2 separate regions of the Mus musculus genome follow, and region 2 is linked to region 1. Evidence: chromatin contacts called from public promoter capture Hi-C data. All regions are on one chromosome and are shown on one strand. The core of a region is the stretch at or near the end of the contact, and the rest is flanking DNA. Distances in the headings are between cores, read along the strand shown.

Region 1 (3,300 bases), core at 27-2,526:
CCAAGCTCCTGGGATCCTGGGATCCTGGGCTTGTTAGAGTGCCTGGGAGTGGAGCTTTTCCTGGGAGTTGTGAGACTGGCTGCAGAGTTCACACCTAAGGTCTGCTCAGACCGGAAGGAACCTGTACCACTGGTCGGGTGGAATTCCTGGGTGCCTGGGTCCTGCTGGTCCCAATTACTTCCAGTGTTGGGGCAGGTGTTGTGTCCTTCTCATCTCTGATCCTATGATCCTGGGAGTGTTAGACCACCTGGGAGTGGATCTTCCTCTGGGTATTGTGGGACTTGCTACGGAGTTCACAACTTAGGTCTGCTCAGGGCACTGGCCCAGACCAGAAGGAGGAGTCTGCAGCCCAACTAACCCAACAATAGGCAGCTGTGAATGGGAAATCCAAGGATCTAGTAGTTGCTCAGTCCCATGAGGCTAGGCATTTCATCCGTATAAGCTGTAATTCTGAAGAAGTAGGTTCCTCCAGCTGTGCTGGCAAGAAAGAGCAAACAGGAGAAGAGTCAGATGTATAATTTATACTAGAACTAGTTTACTCAAAGCATGTACACACACACACACACACACACACACACACACACACACACACATCTATATAGGTGGTTCTGTACTGCCTGTTCTAGGAATGGCAATCATGTCTTTGTTTCAAAAGTTGTTTATAACCATCTTGCAACCCTACTTTTGTTTAAAAGGTTGTATGACCACCTATGATTACAGCTTTTTGAAACAAAGACATGCTTGCCATTCCTGAAATGTGAAGTACAGAATCATTTGTAGTTATGGTTACAGGCATAGCCCAATTCTTCAAAACCATAAGTTTATGCATAAATAGGAATAAACCCAGCTTGTCTTTACTGTAAGATGACTTTTAAGCCTAAGTTGGAGGCAGGCTGGTTCTTCACTGGCTTTGAGTTTAGAGTTGTGCCTGTCTCTGCCTCCCTTGGGCTGACATTAAAGGTGTATACCACCACACCTGATGAAGGGCATGTTTTCAAATGTAATAGCTGAATAGTTACTTAAACAGCACATTATTTTGACTATAAGATGGGAGTGGTTTTGTATTAAATTCTGTAAGTTCATGGGCTGAAATTAGATAAGTCAACACCCTCATGAATTTTAAGTTCAGCACTCTTAGACATCCTCCTTTGGGGTTCGATTACTATTTATATTAGATTCTAAATTCTAAAATGAGCAGTCATTCTCCTGACGTCTGCTTGAGTTCTGACAGCAAGCAGCTAAGTTCGAAATGTTTAGACAGGCAGAAGGAAATGGGGAAGTGAGTCAATTATCTATCTACAGCTCCCTGCCCCCCACGCCTGCACACACACACACACACACACACACACACACACACACACACACACACACAGAGAGAGAGAGAGAGAGAGAGAGAGAGAGAGAGAGAGAGAGAGTTTTTGAAAACAGCAGAGCAAATAGATGGTTGTCTACAACAGCTAAGTTCTGTTTCCTCTGCCCAGAATGTGTAAGTAATTGTGCGGTCCTTTGTGTACTTTAGCCTGTGTTTTGAACTTCACATTTGACTACATTGGCTCCAAACAGTCCTTTGTGCTCATGAAATAAACATGAGGATTGTCTTGGCCAAGTCCAGCTGTGAGGATCCACATCCATCGTCAAGCTTGAGCTCAGATGATTTTAAGGATAATTTTATCTGTGGTTATTTAGTGATCATCAGTAGAGACATCATAATAATATGACTTTACATAAACATTGAAATTAATCTTTTTAAAAGGGAACATGGCATTAAGATTTGAAACTGGGAGGGGGATGCATGTTCCCAGGGCTTGGATGAGGCACAGAGTATATTAAGAGCAACTGTACCATCGAGTTACACAGCCAGCTCCCCAGATTTGTATGTGTGCTCATGTGTACACAGATGTGCATGCACAGGAGCGGGGTGGTCAGTAAGGAGTGAGACAGACATCAGGCATCTTCCTCAATTGCTCTTTACCATACCTTTTGAGACAGGTCTCCTTTTGGGCTGGAACTTGCCTAATTAGTTTAGGAAGGCTAGCCAGAATGTCTTAAGGATCTTCCTATTTCTGCACACACACACACACACACACACACACACACACACACACACACACACAGACACATACACAGACACACACTCACACACCCTCCAGCTCTGGGATTATAGTGGCATAGTGCCTCATCCAGCTTTTCATGTGTGTGATGGGGACTCGAACTCAGGTCTTCATGCTTATGTGACAAACATTTTATGGACTGAGCAAACTCCTTAATCAATATCTGTCTTGTTAAAAGTTCCAGACTTTGTATAGTTTGGGAATGCCACAGAAATCCTAAATATGTTGCCATGCAAACTCGATGATATAGTTTTTTTTCTTTTGTTTTTTTAATTAGGTATTTATTTTATTTACATTTCCAATGCTATCCCAAAAGTTCCCTACCCGCTCCCCCACCCACCCACTCCCACTTCTTGGCCCTGGCGTTCCCCTGTAGTGAGGCAGATAAAGTTTGCACAACCAATGGGCCTCTCTTTCCACTGATGGCCAACTAGGCCATCTTCTGATACATATGCAGCTAGAGACACGAGCTCCGGGGGGTACGGGGTAGTTCATATTGTTGTTCCACCTATAGAGTTGCAGATCCCTTTAGCTCCTTGGTTACTTTCTCTAGCTCCTCCATTGGTGACCCTGTGATCCATCCAATAGCTGACTGTGAGCATCCACTTCTGTGTTTGCTAGGCCCCGGCATAGTCTCACAAGAGACAGCTCTATCTGGGTCCTTTCAGCAAAATCTTGCTAGTGTATGCAATGGTGTCAGCGTTTGGAGGCTGATTATGGGATGGATTCCCAGATATTGCAGTCTCTAGATGGTCCATCCTTTCATCTCAGCTCCAAATTGTGTCTCTGTAATTCCTTCCATGGGTGTTTTGTTCCCAATCCCTCCATAGTGTTAATCATCAAATAACCGCTACATATATATAAGTGTCAGCATTTGCTGATTGGCCCAGTCTTGCTAAACATATTGAAAATGATAAATGTTTCACACTTCAACTTAGGAGAAGCAGATTTTTATCACCAAGGGGTAAGTTGCAAAACCATGCTAACGGCTTCTGCCAAAGAAGAGCTGTCAAGTAAGAGTAGGGAAACTATGCTCATCCGAGTTTTCTAATGTTCAAATTTTGTAAATAAAAGTTGAGGCAGATGTTTGCAGCCAACCATTGGACTGAACGCAGGGTCCCCGATGGAGGAGTTGGAGAAGGTACTGAAGGTGCTGAGGAGGTTTGCAGCCCCATGGGATGGGGGAGCA
Region 2 (3,012 bases), core at 22-2,521, 110 kb before region 1:
TTGAAATCAATACATTGTGTTAAAAAAAAAAGTAAGATGGAGTGACTTTCATGTAGATTTATTTTTTTATGAATTTTTAAGTTATATCCATTCAAACAATAATTCCATATTTCCACATAGAAGGCTTTTAAATTTTTATTTGGGGTTGGAGAGATGTCTTGTCAGTGAAGAGAACTTGCTGCTATTGAAGAAGACCTAGTTCAGTTCCCAGCATCCACATGGTGGCTTATCTGGCACCTTCTTCTGACCTTTGCAGGAATGGGGCATACATGTACACATGGTGCACATACAGACATACATGCATTCAAACACTCGTACACAATAGTAAACACTTTAGACATATCCCATAAGAATGAAAATTAGAAGTATAAAGAAAGATTATCCTGAAGATCTATCACCCATAGGTTCCCAGACCCTCACCATTAACATCTGAACTGCTTGGTTTTTTTTTTTTTATTCCTATACATACATACATACATACATACATAGAGTGCATGTCCAAATGTCCTCTTTGTTACTATCTATCTGTCTTAGAGCCAGGCAGTATTTATGTGATATGTCTCGTTTTTAGTAATGTAAAATAAGTAAACTGCAGCCATGGCAACAAAAGCCTGTAATCCCAGTCCTCTGGAGGGTGAGGCAGAAGGATTTCCCCGAGTTTGGAAGGCCAGCCCAGGCTACAGATGAACTGCAGATTGAGTGCTGGTGTGGTTCTTCATTGTCTCAAGCCACTGAAATTCGAAAGTCATTTTCATACAGGCCGCACTCATGTCATGAATAAAACCATGAATGAGACCTTGAAGTAGAATGTTGTTATAACAAAAATGTAAAATAGGCTGGGCGATGTTGACGTTCGCCTTTGATCCCGGCACTCAGGAGGCAGAGACAGGTAGATAGCTGTGAGTTCGGGGCCAGCCTGGTCTACAGCTGGTCTAGGGCTTAGCGAATTCCAGGTCAGCCAAGGACACACAGAGAGACCCTGGTCTCGAAAAGGCTAAAAATAAACTGAAAGGGCAACACAAACTCTATTTGCTTCCATCTAAGGACCCCATTTGTCTCCATTTAAGGACTGGGCCTGATTTCAGAAAAGCCTGTGAGGCACCAGCTTCAGGAACAGACCGGAAGTCCCAAAAGCGAAGTCTTAGGATACCAGCTCTGGGAACAGACTATAAAACACAGAACAAGATCATACAACCCCCTCCCAAAGAACAGCCAGGGGATAACCACAGAAATGGGGAACTAGCTTATCTCTAAATGGGCCATCTGCGCCCGAGCCCTATTTCGTCACATGGTTGATTGCGCATGGTATCGAAATGTAGACCACTGATCACCTGTCACTCCCTAACACCCACCAATGAATTTTTAGATTACCTAATCCTTCTGGAGAGTTCCCCCTGTTCCCTATAAGAAGGCCTGAGTGCCTTTGTCTGGGGTCGGCAATTCAAAGAATGGTTGACCCCCTACATGCTGTCTATTTCTACAGAATAAACACTCTTTGTTTTTGCATACTATGAGTCTGGGGTCTTCCTTCAGCGGTTTTCAAACCCTTACAAAACAAACAAAGGTGACACTGACTACCAGTTATGGGGGGGAAAAAGAAAGCTGACATGAGAGGCAGAAAAGTTGGCGGTCTGTGATCTGCAGTGGCAAAGCACTTGGCAATAATCGTTGTAATAATAACTTAGAAGGCATGCCATATGCTTACTGATCTGTCAAGTCCAAGGGAAGCAACGACAGGGAGCCAAACTGTTTGTGAATATTGACTACAGTTGGCTAGCAAGTACTGGCAACTTGCAAAGAGGAAATTCAGAAAATGTTAGTTGGGAATCTTAAACTACTTGTAGATCTCAAATTGTAGGAAATTGTACTGAAAAGAATCTATAGCAACAAACACCTGTTCACTTACAACTTTACGGGCAAAGAGCACATTCGAATTGTAGACCTCCCATAGGTGCTGGAAACATCACAGGAACTGCCAGGAAGCTGCATTATCAAAGAGGGGGCACATCAAAACAAAACAAGTCAAAAAAAAAGACCCAGAATAGATCAAGAAAGCATTGAGGAAGAGGAACTGTTTATGAATGAAATGTAAACTCACATTTCTTAAGAAGTTGTGTTCCCATAGAAAACAAAAGTCTGGGATAAAGACTAGTAGAGGAATAAAACAGCTCTCAGGCCCCCCTAAGAAGGGAACGGACTCCAAAATCTACATAACTTCAGAGAAAGCACACTCCCAATCACCAACCTCTGAAGCCTCACCACAAAGGGAAGCACCACAGAACAAAATGAGATTATAGTATGGACATGTAAAAGTATGGGGTTTCTACACCTGCCCCTGCTCCTAATAAATTCCATGGGGACCTAGTATATTTATTAACAAGCATCTGGCACTAAGCTGGACAAATTTTGCACTATTCTAACCAGATGCCCTGGCCTATATCCCAGCCACGTGGCATTATCCTGGGCTCACTCTGGCACCTCCTTCTTCCTCTGTCTCTCCTCTTTACACCAGCCTCACTGGGATCGGAAGTCCCACCTCATCCTCTCCTGCCCAGCTATTGGCTGATCAGCTCTATATTAACCTATCAGAGGTGATGGAAAACAATGTTTTACACAACATTGAGATAGGAAATGCTTGACAATAGTAGACCTTGGGCACCGTAATCAACATCTGAATACACAGTGCACGAAACCACCTTCCAACACAAGCACAGATGACTGAAAGGATTTTCTCAGCTAATGTAGAATGCAATGGATTCCCATGAAGATGAAATTGACATGGGCAGGAAAGTAGAAATAACCGGAGATCACATGAAATGAAAAAGGCCAGACCCCGAATCCTGTGTTTTCTCTTACATGTGGAATACGCACAAATACACACACTCAAAAATTATAGAAAGTAAACATATTTTGAAAGAGGAGCGAGGAAAGAGGTGGAAAGGTTAATTGGAGAGAAGACTTTCAAAGTACATATGTTCGAAGACCAACAAAAACGTCATCTTGAAACTTTCT

The links. Promoter capture Hi-C pulls out the DNA fragments that hold promoters and counts their contacts.
Region 2: a promoter capture Hi-C map of the HPC-7 cell line shows a contact between it and region 1, with 2.7 times the contacts expected there. A contact is called at or near these places in 4 of 39 promoter capture datasets (3T3-L1-derived adipocytes, the C10 cell line, the HPC-7 cell line and 1 more), 1 of 484 Hi-C or Micro-C datasets (nephron progenitors) and 1 of 130 datasets of targeted methods (embryonic stem cells).

The regions. Positions count from the first base shown.
Region 1 is chr19:34,798,072-34,801,371 of GRCm38.p6, reverse strand. No RefSeq gene overlaps it. Among named protein-coding and RNA genes, the nearest start is that of Gm22082, 3.5 kb to the right of the region's middle.
Region 2 is chr19:34,903,845-34,906,856 of GRCm38.p6, reverse strand. No RefSeq gene overlaps it. Among named protein-coding and RNA genes, the nearest start is that of Kif20b, 17 kb to the left of the region's middle.